Regions from separate parts of the Mus musculus genome. Here all the other regions are linked to region 2. A link is a contact called in public Hi-C data. All regions are on one chromosome and are shown on one strand. Each heading gives the region's core, a stretch centred on a gene start, on an enhancer-like site or on the middle of the called end of the contact. The rest is flanking DNA. Distances are from core to core; before and after follow the strand shown.

What was found. A called contact is a pair of places that touch in the nucleus more often than the background predicts.
Region 1: a contact with region 2 is called in a Hi-C map of cortical neurons, with 6 times the contacts expected there. The contact joins the enhancer-like site here to the promoter of Nfil3 in region 2. A contact is called at or near these places in 2 of 484 Hi-C or Micro-C datasets (both in cortical neurons), 1 of 115 datasets of contacts at active chromatin or transcription factors (pancreatic cancer cells) and 1 of 9 other capture datasets (embryonic stem cells).
Region 3: a Hi-C map of trophoblast stem cells shows a contact between it and region 2, with 1.8 times the contacts expected there. The contact joins the enhancer-like site here to the promoter of Nfil3 in region 2. A contact is called at or near these places in 1 of 39 promoter capture datasets (pre-B cells), 1 of 484 Hi-C or Micro-C datasets (trophoblast stem cells) and 1 of 115 datasets of contacts at active chromatin or transcription factors (pancreatic cancer cells).

What each region holds. Positions count from the first base shown.
Region 1 is chr13:52,443,961-52,448,125 of GRCm38.p6, forward strand. No RefSeq gene overlaps it. Among named protein-coding and RNA genes, the nearest start is that of Diras2, 85 kb to the right of the region's middle. Within about 2 kb of position 1,826, at least 18 of the 459 cell types and tissues checked have an H3K27ac peak or open chromatin away from gene starts, as enhancers often do. A contact at or near this core is called in cortical neurons, where this site is marked.
Region 2 is chr13:52,978,759-52,983,063 of GRCm38.p6, forward strand. It overlaps Nfil3 (nuclear factor, interleukin 3, regulated), which reads right to left and starts at 2,281. Exons shown (of 2, transcript NM_017373.3): 1 at 2,103-2,281.
Region 3 is chr13:52,462,551-52,466,898 of GRCm38.p6, forward strand. No RefSeq gene overlaps it. Among named protein-coding and RNA genes, the nearest start is that of Diras2, 66 kb to the right of the region's middle. Within about 2 kb of position 1,766, at least 5 of the 459 cell types and tissues checked have an H3K27ac peak or open chromatin away from gene starts, as enhancers often do. A contact at or near this core is called in trophoblast stem cells, where this site is marked.

The DNA.
Region 1 (4,165 bases), core at 576-3,075, 540 kb before region 2:
TCAGGCCCAGTTAAACCCATATGAGAAAGAAGAGCAACTCCAAGAGGTTTCCAGGTGCTGAGAAAGTACTCTTCTCCCACTGACTAATGGTAAGAACAGGACAGCACCTCAGAATCTAGTCACTGCTAATGACAGGCACTGGAGGAGCCCACCCCTCCTACAGATGCTGACAGGCACTGGAGGAGTATGCCCCTTCCACAGATGCTGACAGGCATGGCAGACAGAATTTCTCACCTGGGATGTGAGGTAAAATCAGAAGGTATTTATGGGGAGGTAGAGGCACCAGTCACTTACTTACGGCTCCCCACTTCTTTCCCTGCCTCCCACCCAGAGAGCCTGGCTGCAGACTCTGGCTGTGAAGCCTGCCCTCACCACCCACCTTCAAGGGATAAAAGGATGGAACCACCTTCTAGCACTTGGGCTCTGGTTGTCTTTGGAGACACCCTGCCGTCATGCTGTCTGTCTCTGGTGGCGGGTGTGGAGAGCTGTGCCTTGAGCAATCGCCATTATAAGACGGCGCTGGCTTCCACTGCGCCTAACTAGTAAACAAGCCTTATGCGCAAGTGCAAGAGTAAATTCACGCCCAGTCACTGTCCATCTCGGGGCGTAGTAATGGGGTGATGGGCAAGCAACTAATCAGGTGCTGTCACGCCACATCAGGTGCTGAAACGTCACTCTGCGGGCTATATAAGCAGCACCATTTTCCGGGTTCGGGGTCTTCCTTATGTTGAAGCAATAAAAGCTTTGCCGTAGAAGGATCCGGTTGTCCGAGTGAATTCTTGCCGGCGAGATACTAGCTCGGGCAAGAGGCGGGTCTTGAACTCCCCTCTGGGATCCCACCGTGTTGCCTCCTTGTCCATCTTTCCAGGGCTAAAACACCGGAGTTTCCGGTAATCTGTACTTCTGTCCTCTTGAACTACCCACTGCCACAACCAGAACCTGATGGTTATCACACCGATACCTTAAGTTTCACTTGCATGTCAACAGCACTCTTAGTGGATGCCTATATGGGACTGTTCACAGGTAAGACTCGGGAAAGATGGACGAGAAAATCCAACAGAAACCTCCTGCCCCTCCCATTCTTTGGACGGAGAGGGATAACTAGATGGGTGGGTGACAAACTCCATGGATGCAGATTTGGGGTAAGCAAAGCTCCCCCTCTCTCTTGTCTCTCCCTTTTCCATCTATGAAAACTGTCTTCGTTTTGGAGCCTGCTGAGCCTTTAGGATCTTTGCTTGTAAATCACTACTTTCCTCAACAACAAATGGCTGTGAGCCACCATATAGGTGTTAGGAATTGAACCCCGATCCTGTGGAAAAGGAGTCATTGCCCTTAACCACTGAGCTATCTCCCAGCCCCATGTGTCCATGTTTTGATTTTCCTGAGCCTCTTGTCTGCTCCCCTCCCCCACCCAGGGAAATATTGTATGATCCTTACTTTTACCTCTTTTACTGACTTCATTTTTTTCCCATCAGGCTTCCTTTATCATGTATTTTTTAATAGATGAGATGATTCTATTTTACTCAGCCACAGAGCGCCTAAGTTGACTTGACATATCACCCCATCCTGAGACCCCACTATTTTCTGCCTTCTGCCCACCTAGACTAGCTATTTCAGTTGGTGTTGTGTGGCTGTGTGAGCTGCGGTTCTCCCGTGGGGACTCTGGGAGTCATGGATTCTGCTTTTGTAGCCGTTCTTTTTATAATTCTTCGTGTTATACTCACTCCTCTTTCTGAATCTAGCGCTCTCACGGAGCATCTGTTGGCTCCGTTATGACTAAGAGAAAATTACCAGTCTTCCACTTCCTCCCTCTCCCCCCACCGCCCCCGGGCTTCTCTCGGTTTGGTCCTTATTTTTAGGTCTAGTGGTTCCCTCTGAGCTCCAGCAACTACTCAGGAGGCTGCTTTATGCTCTCCCTCATCCCTTATCCCTTATCCCTCCTCCCTCCCTCCTTCTCTCCTCCCTCCCTCTTTCCCTCCTCTCTCTCTCTCTCTCTCTCTCTCTCTCTCTCTCTCTCTCTCTCTCTCTCTAGGTCAGAATCTCATGTATCCCAAGCTGATTTGAGCCTCTTATTTAACCAGGATTGACTTAAACTCTTGATCCTCCTGCCCCCTGCTCGGGATTTCTGAGATTCACCAGTCCGGGTTTATCCAGTATGGGGATGCAGAGTTTGTTTCCCTGCAGGCTAAGTGAACACTGGACCACCAGAGCCTCATCCCTCCTCCAGACTTTCTTGCTGACCTCTGGGTGCAGGACAGAGCTGCTGCCAGGGATTTTTGCCTGAATTTCATTTCCAAACACTCTCCATTGCTTCCTCTGTGAGCCACACACCTTTACCACTGGAACCTAGATTCAAGCCTTCTTTCTGCAAACCACACACAATGGTTACCGCTGTGATTGACATTCAGGTCCCCGTTGCAAATGTTTCCAAATTGAAATTCTCGGTGGTGATGCTTTCTGAAGCTGGGATTCGAGCCCGACTAGACTGAGAGAGTGAAGCCCTCATGAACAGGATTAATGCTTTACAAAAATAGGAGTTGAGTCCAAAGGGAGCCCTCCCTCACCCCTCCCTCCTCCTGAAAACACCAAGAGTTGGGCCAGAGGAGACCTGCTTTAAGCAGGCAACCCAATACATGTGACCTACTTGAACTCCTCCCTGTGTTAGACACTCACATCTGACTTCTCTGAGAGAAGCTTCCCTGCATTGATGTCTGGTGTCTTGGCAATGTTACTGCAGCTACTGTAGCATATAAGTGGAATTACTTTTTTCTTAGGATGACGGGGGTCCAGGCTTCTTTTGGCCCTCCCCTCTGTGTTACGGGTTTCCTTGTTGTAGTTTGGTTTGCATGGGGATGGGAAGGGGAATCAGGGTTGTTTTTATTTTTGGTTTGTTTTGAGAAAAGCTATCATATATCTGCAACTGGTCTCCCACTCTCTATGTAACTGAGGATGACTGTGAACGTATGAACATCTAATTCTCATAGCTCTGCCTCTCAAGTGCTAAGATTACTGTCATGAGTCACCATACGTGGTGTATGTGATGCTAAGGTTCAAGCCCATGCCTTGTGAAATCTAAGGCAAACCCTCCATTAACTGAGCCATAGATCCATAGCCACAGCCCATTGAGTTATGCTATGGCATACATGCACACACATGCATACACATGCACATGTGCACATACATGCACACACAGAAACATGCATGCACACCCACACACATACCCACATGCACACACGTGCATGCATAAGCATATAGATACACATACACACATGCACACACATGAATACACACAGACATGCATGCAATATGCACTCACATGTGCAAATACAAAGGCCCACACATATACACATATGCACACACATGCACACATGCACATGCATACACACATTTTTTAAAAAATTTAAACCTAATATTTTACATTTTTAAAATTTATAACCCTGTGCCGTTGTATTTTTTTATTAATTTGAGGAGATTGTGGCTTTCGCTGTGGATGTGCAGGCTCTGCTCCTCAGGCTAGAAACACCTTCATGCTACAGTGAATGTATCCCTTTCCCTCGGAAGGACCCACAACACTGATCCGTGTGGACCTACCTGCTCTCCATCAGTGCTATCTGCTCAACTACATCCATTTCCTTTTCCTCCTTCTGCACGCAGAGAGAAGGAAAGTCACACCTTCCCATTTGGCTCTGCAATGTATCTACGGTTTAAAACAAAAATCATAAAATCAAAACCGACGCATGAGCACAAAAGGAAGAAACTAAATAGAAGCTTCGAAGAATGTGTTATCTACGTGACTACAAACAAATAAGGAGGCCCAGCGAGTCCCACCGCCATCTTTAAGGTCTTGTCCTGAGGTTTGGGTTTAAACACAGAGGCAGAAGTATGAATAACTTAGCGACCTTGGTCCCACCCACCATTGTCTTGGCTGCAGCCTATCTTTTATGGGGGTCCTCCGCATGAGATTCCTGGGAGAATTTAACTCTTTGAAGTGTGTTATGCCCATAGTCTGGTATTATCAGCATCTCCCTGTAAAATATCCTTCTTGCCAGGACAGTCATAATTCCTGCTCATGCTCTCGTGATTTTGAAAATCCCAATCATTCAGTTGATAGAACCGCTATTCCTGGTGTCTCCTCTCAGTAATTTTTCATCCGCTGGCGGCCCTC
Region 2 (4,305 bases), core at 1,031-3,530:
CCGGTCTCCCGGACCAGCGAGGGGCGCAAGGACGCATGATGAAAGGTGGCGCTGCAAAGTCCCCCCAGGCCCCCCGCCTCTGAAGGCTTGGGTCTCCCAGCCCAGCACGCAAAGTGGGTCAGGGTCTGCTGCTGGGGGGCCTACTGCAACTGCAGCGTCTTGGAAAACGGCTAAAATAGGGATAATATGTTCCAGGAGTCATCATCTAGAATGTCTCCGCCCCCTAAAATAATATTGTAGTTCAATTATGTAAATGGTACGCTAAGAAAACTATATCTCACAGACACTATTAAATACGTATATTCACACATCATTACACTAAGTAAGAATCCGGGAAGAAATTTAATATCCGGATACTTACCATATTATTCTATCTCCAAGAATAAAACTAGGTTATACAAGGCAAAAATACAATCTACTAACCTATATATACTTCCCATAACTCATATCTGATCTGGGGGAAATTATGATGTGAAATAAATACTTTTGACCTCATTAGCCGTTGTTATTTACAAAAGCCAGAAAAGAAGGTGTCACTTGGCCATTCCCTGTTGCCCTCTGAACGCAGCAGTTCCTCCAAAGTGTCCTTTAAAATGATAAATGGGGCCCCCGCGTTCACCAGCAGTCTCTGGGTGCTGCGAAATGCCTTCCTAAAAATACAGTCTTATCAGAGGTCTTGGAAGGCGTGGAGTTAAAACTACAGCAAATGGCCTTGAGCTCGTATTTGCACACAGCCCTGGAGAAACCAGAAATAGCACTGAGGCCAGGATTGTTAAAATGTGATAGGGCTATATTTAGAAAGACGTACATTTCTTTTAGGGTAAAAGACACACATTTGGCAAGCATGAGCTATGTCAAGGCTTAGTCGGTCGTCACTTTCCGGCTTAAAATATCCTTTAAAAGAACCAACAAAACCCCTGTTGATGGTGACATTCTTCAACGCTGAGATTGCCCTACTTTCTTTGTGGCAAGATTATAAAATCACGTAATTAGCTCCCTTTCTATGCTCAACAGCCAGCAAATTCGGCAGTTACATAACCTCACATTTCCAGGAATCTAGTAATGATTTGTCTTGTGGTGTCTTAAAAAAAAAAAAAAAAAAGCCAATGACGATAAGGTGAGAAAAAAAAAAAAGAAAGAAAGAAAAAGAAAGGCTGATGAAACGCATCGCATTCCAGTTGGGAAAAGTGGGGAGGCAAACGTCACAATGGCTCGTCCGGGTTTTAAAAATAACACCTCGGAACATTTAAGGAGCCCCCCCTCCCCCGCGCGCATTAGTGTCCAAGACTAGGATTTCTTCTTTCTTAATAATGAACTCCATAGAATCGTTTTTTAAAATATGCGTATTTGGGACGATACAGAGGTACCAATAAGGATCTAATAGCCAACGCTGCGCTAAAATGACCAAATCATTGCACACAAATCACACGCGCACATTCTCACATCAGTTCGTCCTCGGTGCCCACGTTTCATCGCTGGCCCATTATGCAATGTAAGAAAGGACACATCCCTCCACCTTCCCGAGGGCTCGTAAAACACGGTGACGACAAACGGGTTGGAAAACGTCGGTGCCGACACAGCGCCTGACACAAACAAACGCCGCGCAGGCATCTCCGATTGCCGTCACCGTTGGTACTCCCAATCCTCCTAAGCAAATCAAGACTCAACCCTCCCCTTAGCTGGCCCGGATTGGGGACTAGCGCGGAGAGACCCCGGAGAGCAGGGCAAGTCGTCTGGCTGCTAAAAGGATCGGCCTCCACTCCGCCTCCACGGCGCGCTCTTCGCCACCGAAACATCAATTTTCCTGAAATCCGGAGACATTATGCAATAGCGGGGAGGAGGAGGGAGCGCGCGGCAGCCCGGGCTACGTGCGGGCGCCAGGGCGCTGCAATCAAAGCAGCTACCTTAAGGTGGCGAGTCCCCCCTCCTGCCAAGGCAGCAAAAGTTTATGTAATGCATGCCCCGCGCACACTCGCCGCCTCCCGCCAGCCCTGCGCCGCGCCCGCACGCATCCCGCGCCCTACGCCCGCCGGCCGCGCGCTCCAAGAGCGGGCACGGAGCAGAGCAGGGCCCCCGGGGCCGCCGGTGGGCGGAGCGCTTACCGTGGTTCTGCTCCCTGGTCCGTGAGGGGGAAAAGAAAGGGCGGCTGTAACCGGGCTGGCGGCGCCGGGGCGCGATTCAAGCTCCGCCGGGCCCTCAGCGGGCGGTGGCGAGGGCGCGGCGCGGGAGACGAGCGGGCGCGCCGGGTCCGCGGGCGCCGTGGCCGCGCCGAGAGATGTGTGTTAGTAGGTCAGTTCCGAGCGCCGCGCTACGTCGCCGCCCGCCAGCCCCGCCGTGACGGGCGGCGGCCGCCCCAATCGCCGCGCCCGCGCCCGCCCCCGGCCCGCCGCCACTGGCCGCGCCGACAGGGGCGGGCTCCCCACCGCCCCGCCCCGCCCCGCCCCGTCCTCTCCGCCGCGGCGCCACTGGCAGTCCGCGTCCTTCTCTGGCCGCGGCCGCAGCTGCTACCCGCTGTCCGTGGGGACCCAGGCCGAGCGCTATGTTGCGCAACGGGACGCACCGCGGAGCAACCCGAGGCACGCCTAAGAGGAGCCCAGGACCCTTTTGCCCATTGCCGGCCGCGCCCTCCGGGTCGCTGCGCTCGCTCCGTGGTGCCAGCACCTTTTTTTGTTTGTTTGTTTCCCGGAGAGCCACAGAGGGCCGGGCTACCTGTTGCCAATAGAACCCCGGGTGAGGGCTATGGGGACACGGGCGTGGCGGGGACCTTGGCCTCCTTGTGCCCACGGTCCCCTCTGAGACCGGGAAAGGGGCGCGGCAGCCGGGCTACTGAAATGTCCCGCTCCTCTCCCGGGCAGCGCCGCAACGGTAACACAAACAGCGCTCCCGACACAATTAGGGCGAAGACGACCCCTACAAAGTTGTTGCGTAACACGGTTGGGAAACCAAGCTAGACCCGGTTGGTCTGTGTCCCCGACCACGTGGAGAGGTGGCGGCTGTCTCCGAGGACCTGAGAGTCCGCGGCCTCGGTGTCCCCGGCTGGGAAACCTACCCGCTTTCGGTGCTCGGGCTAGAGCAAGCCACGGAGGGCATTCCCCAAGCATCTTGAACTGGTAGTTCTCCTCTCCTTTCGGTTCTCAGTGAACACGCCAGCCAGCCCCCACCCCACCCCCCTTTCCCCAATTCCTGGGATGTACAAAAGACATAAGGAAATGGGAGACAGAGCATCTGGTGGCATGTTCTTAAGTCAGTCATCGGGTTGGCTATTGTAAAGGAACGTGGCAAACACTCCCCGCGTTTACAGACACGTAAGATTATAGCCGGCCTTGGCAAAGGGAGCCATATTCCTGACAGTGACGCACGCGCTTGCCCAAATACGGAATGTGGCAGGTGGCAAGGTCCTTGAGCTCGGACTGTGGGACCTGGGCTCGAATGATTCCCTCACTCAACCCCCTCCTTTCTCATTTTTCAAAGAAAGCAAACCCCAAAATAAAGAGTGAGTGTGCGGGACCCCCACCCGGAACATCTCACCAAGTGGATCTCTTTCCATTTACTCAAGACACACAGTAGTAACTCCACAAATAATCTCCGAGGCACATCCAGTGGTGATTTAAATGCCATTCACCGTTGGACTTTTGGACGCCTTCACAGGGCAATAATGATGGAGTCTAGCTGGTAAAATACCCCTTAACCAATAAAGCCCCCATAGCACAGATACGCAATAGAGGATAAATCTCCTTTCACGGGTGCTGATCAGTTCAGGGAACACCCCCTCCCCCCTTTACACTTTGTTTGTTTGGATTTTTTTTTGTTTTTTGTTTTGTTTTTTTCCGAAGAACTAACTACCTTGATGTAAACGAATCTTGATTTGGTTAATCGGTTCCACTTTTCTCGAATTTACTGATGTCATAGGATCCCTAAGTAGGTAGAATCGGGGAATAGCGTTTTCACAAAAAAAAAAAAAAAAAAAAAAAAAAAAAAAAAAAAAAAATTGAACTTGCCTGACTCACCCAAGGCTGACAGCGGAAGAACGGACTGCTGTGACCCACGAAGCTGTTCTTTATACTGAATTTTGAAATCTGATGCCTGTCTTCATTCCCGGGGGCAGTTTACATTGCGCCTCCACCACATTTATGCTTCCGTCATTGTCATCTAACTTGGAAATCAGAGGAAGTGTGAAAGATGTCTCTGATATCAACTTGGAAAACAACTCATTCGCGCCCCCTGGTGCTTAAAAACAGCTCAACAAGGTGATGGAGGCTCGGTCTCCAGGACCCGGGTGATGATGCGTCCGGTGTTACACCCTGG
Region 3 (4,348 bases), core at 516-3,015, 520 kb before region 2:
TTCACTGTCCTCTTCTGGTCACCAAGGGCATTGCATGCACATGAACATGCAAAAAGATAAGTAAATAAAAATAAAATAAAATTTCAAAATTAAAGCTCTGTTCTCTGACTTCATTTTAAAAATTAAACAAAGAGCCTTACCGTCTTCCTGGACTTGGCGGCGGCCAAGTTAGAGTTTGATTTTCTGTTGGCGCCTTTAATTTTTACTTTAATTAAAGAAAACTTGATCACGTCTATACTATCTTTCAGTTTTAGCTTTTTCAAACTTTCTTATGGCCTGGTGTGAGCATCCAGTGCTGGCTTTGGCTTTCTTGCCACACTGGAGCTGAGAAGATACGCTGCTTAGGGGTTACTTTTAGTTTCAACACAATCTGAAGTTTCCTTACTGGTACCCTGTTTGTTAATCTCCCTCTTCACAATTGATACATTTCCCAACAGTGTATTCACTTTTCATAGATTAGCAATTGCATGGCATCTTTTCCTAAATGTGCTCTCATCCACTCTACAGCCCAGATACTTTCAGCTTGGCATGTGCATACACAAAATCGCATAAAAATAGAGAGTATTAAATATTCCCCAATTTAAAAAAACTTAGGAATTGAATTTTCATAATTATCATTCATAAAACAGCTAGAGTGCCTAATGCCACTTAGCTATAGTCTTTTTTTTTTTTAACTTTCTTGAGTTTCTGTTGCCCACCTTAATTTTGTTTTTGTTTTTGTGTTGTTTTTTTAAGGACCATTTCTTAAGTGGCTCGTGTTTTGCATCAACACTCTACACTGCTCATGGGAACAACTCTATCAGGACCCACCTCGGGTGGCTGGCCCTGCTGTGTCCTGGGATTCTTCTACATGTTTCCAGGAACATGAAGGAGCTCAGGACACCAGTGGGTCAGTGCTTCCTTCTCACAGAATGATGGAGTGTTCCATCTTTGGTTTCCTTAGACAGACATTTCATGTTCTGGAGAGTTCCCTGACACCTCTACCCTGGTGGGGACAAATACTTCTTATCCTCAATGTCTGTCTTTCGAGACATATTTTATTTTTATTTATGTGTGTGTGCATATGTGTGCTAGATACCTACAAAGGCCAGAGAGAGTGTCAGATCCCTTGGGGCTGCAGTTACAGGCAGCGGTGAGCCTTTTGGTGTGAAAACTGGGGAACCAAACTGGTGTCTTCTGCAAGGGCAGCAGGTGCTTTGAGCAATGGAGCCATTTCTCTAACCCCCTCTTCACAATCTCTTTTTAAACTTATTTATTCAGCATCTTTGTGATCAGGCACTCATAGGACTTCTATACTAAGGAAGGCAATGTTGCAATATGAACAGAAAAGGAAACAGTTAGATAAGGTGGAGTGAGGAATGCTAGCAAACAAATTAGCTTACTGAATGCTCTGAAGCTAAGCAGAGGGTACCCAGCCATGAGCTCAAAACAAAGGGGAAGACAGGGCCTCAGGAACCTCTCACCAACACAAGCCTAAGGAGAGGACTCACTAGTGATAGTTAATTGACCTGAGGGTCCCACACTGGGGACCAAATTGTCAAGCAGGATACAGCTCTCATCTCAAAGGGAATAAAGATGTTTTATTCTGAGCCTCCTAGGAAAGACTGTGGCCCAGGAGCATGGATTCCAGTCATCCCAAATGACAGGTCCCAGCATGAAAGCAGTTTGACAATGGAAGAAAGTCATGAGTCAGGACATCTGTCCAGTACATGAATGGGGACAGCAGGCTGGCGGCTGCAGTCAAGTCCAGGAAGCTGCAATAGATTGTATCTGATGACAGGCTCACCTCTGGGCTGGGAGAAACCAGTGCTGTGCTAGAATACACCCTAAGGTGTTACCTGATGGCCAGAAATGATGTCAGCTCAGATACAGACCGAGGGCACCTGATGTCTGTTCTGGTGGGACAGACTTATCTCTGGATCTAAACAATGTTCCAACCCTCCATAGTCATTAAGTTCTAACCAGCCTAGCCGAACTTCATCGCAGGTATGACTTTCTTTCTGGAAATTTCCATACACACCCACAGAAAGACAGGGTCGCTGTAACATCCTGGTTCTGTCTCCTCAGAGACCATCCAGCTTCCTTCTGCTACAGCGTGAGAGGCAAGTACCGTAAGATCATGGTGATTTCAGGGGAGTTAAAGGTGTCAGGGATACTCTACACTCTCATGGGCGTGGTCTATGAGAAGATGCGTGGGCGAGGTGTTTAGAGGTCAGAGGAAGATGTCATGAATCTCTAGTTGGGACAGTGCAGTTTGATCCATCTCAAAGCATAAGAATGAAACCTAAAGTTCTAGGTGCTCAACAGAAATGGGTACTCTGGCTAGAGGGCAAATTTGGGTTTGCACCAGAAGTCTCCTGGTCTTGGTCAATTTGTTTCTATGTCTGTTTTCTGTCAGGAGATTTGCTTTGACCCTTCCTTAAGTCTCTGACTTAGAAAAAGAAAAAGAAAAAGAAAAGGAAAGAGAAAGAGAAAGAGAAAGAGAAAGAAGAGAAAGAGAAAGAGAAAGAGAAAGAGAAAGAAGAGAAAGAGAAAGAGAAAGAGAAAGAGAAAGAGAAAAAGAAAAAGAAAAAGAAAAAGAAAAAGAAAAAGAAAAAGAAAAAGAAAGAAAAACAATTGTCTTGAATGCTTAAGAAGTGAAACGATTCTGGTCCTGAGAAGTAAATCTGGTAGGCTGTGAGAATTCTGAATCAACCCAGGTCATGAAGCCCTCTGTTGCTCTGGCCTTAGCCATGGTGGCAGCAGCTGGTCTCAGAGAACAACAGGACTCAGCGTTAACGACCCCATTAAAGCTATGGAGAGGTAAAACAAGAAGGAATTACAATTTAAGGATGTGCCATGCCAGAGCAACAGACCACCACCACGGCGAGTTCACCAGCACATTAACAAGACTGTATCACTATTTCTAGAATAACACCCCAGTCCGAAGTCACATGTGTAAAATAGCTTTTTTTGTATTTTGAATCTACAGACAGTGCTTGCTTATGCTCTGTGCGAACCCACGGGTGTTTGGTTCTTTTTATAAGGTTTGCCAGAGTCCTCATGAACACAGATAGATAGCTCATGGAGTAAAGGTGCCCTGCTGAGAGAGAGAGAGAGAGAGAGAGAGAGAGAGAGACAGAGACAGAGACAGAGACAGAGAGACAGACAGAGAGAGACAGAGTCAGAGAGAGAGAGAGAGAGAGAGAGAGAGAGAGAGAGAGAGAGCTGACTCCTGCAAGTTGTTCTCTGATTTATATACATATACTGCAGCACAGCACAGCCCTCTCCCCAGTAAACAAATAAAATATGTAAGAGAAAACATGTTAAAAAGTCATTTCTCTTGACCGCTGACAGCAGGATACATAGTCTCTGACAACGTCCTGTGAGTGCAATGCCTGGGCTTCTGGTATACTCGGGAATAAATGATAAGCATTCAGCTAACAAGGGAAGAAAAAAAAAAGAGGGAAAAGAATGATAGTCTTTCTAGTGTGCAGTTCTTACGTGGTAGGAGCTGTCTAGCCCTCCCCTAACCCTTGTCTGTGTGGGGATGAGTTGTACTATTCTCTTACAATCCTGTAGCCACGGGGCTGTGCTTTGACAAACAGTGAGTGTGGACAGAAGAGATCTGTACCCCTTCCTGCTCTCCACCTTAAGCTATCCAGGCAAGAATGGATGGCCTGCCCTTCTCCCTACCAGTTGGGTGGTACACACTTTGTTCAGACTATAGCCTGGGAAAGCATGTGGAGACATGGGTGGAAACGAGGGAAGAGCCCAGGTCCCCAATGGGACCAAAGAGAGGGCCCTAACCAGCGACTCTGCATCTCTCAAATGGGGTCTAAGGTGTGGATCTCAGTATGTTGCTGGTGCTGGCTTTTTAAAATGGTTTTACCAATCCACAAGAATATTATCTTTAAGGGGCATGAAAACTTAGAATTTTGATGTCTTCCTAATTCTTTATTTGGTTGTATCTTAAAGGATTTTAATCATGGTGCTCACTGCCTCTCAACTCAATGGCTCTTAAAATTTGTTTCATCATAATTTATGGGACTGATTCTTTCCTGGTAAGCATGTAAGTTGCTAAGTATTTGGGGAATATCTCACTACCATTATTTTTTTTTACCTAAATTCATTTGTATGTGCACATGTGTGTGTGTGTGCATGTGTGTACACATTCATGGGGTCCTGAGGCTAATGTTAGGATGTCTTTATAGGTTCTTCTTTTCCATTACTCCTCACCTTGTAGTTTGAAACAAGGTCTCTTGATTGAATGATTGAATGTGCCTCATCCGAGTGCTGGGATTACCAGCACTGCCATACTCACCTGTGTGTGTGTGTGTGTGTGTGTGTGTGTGTGTGTGTGTGTGTG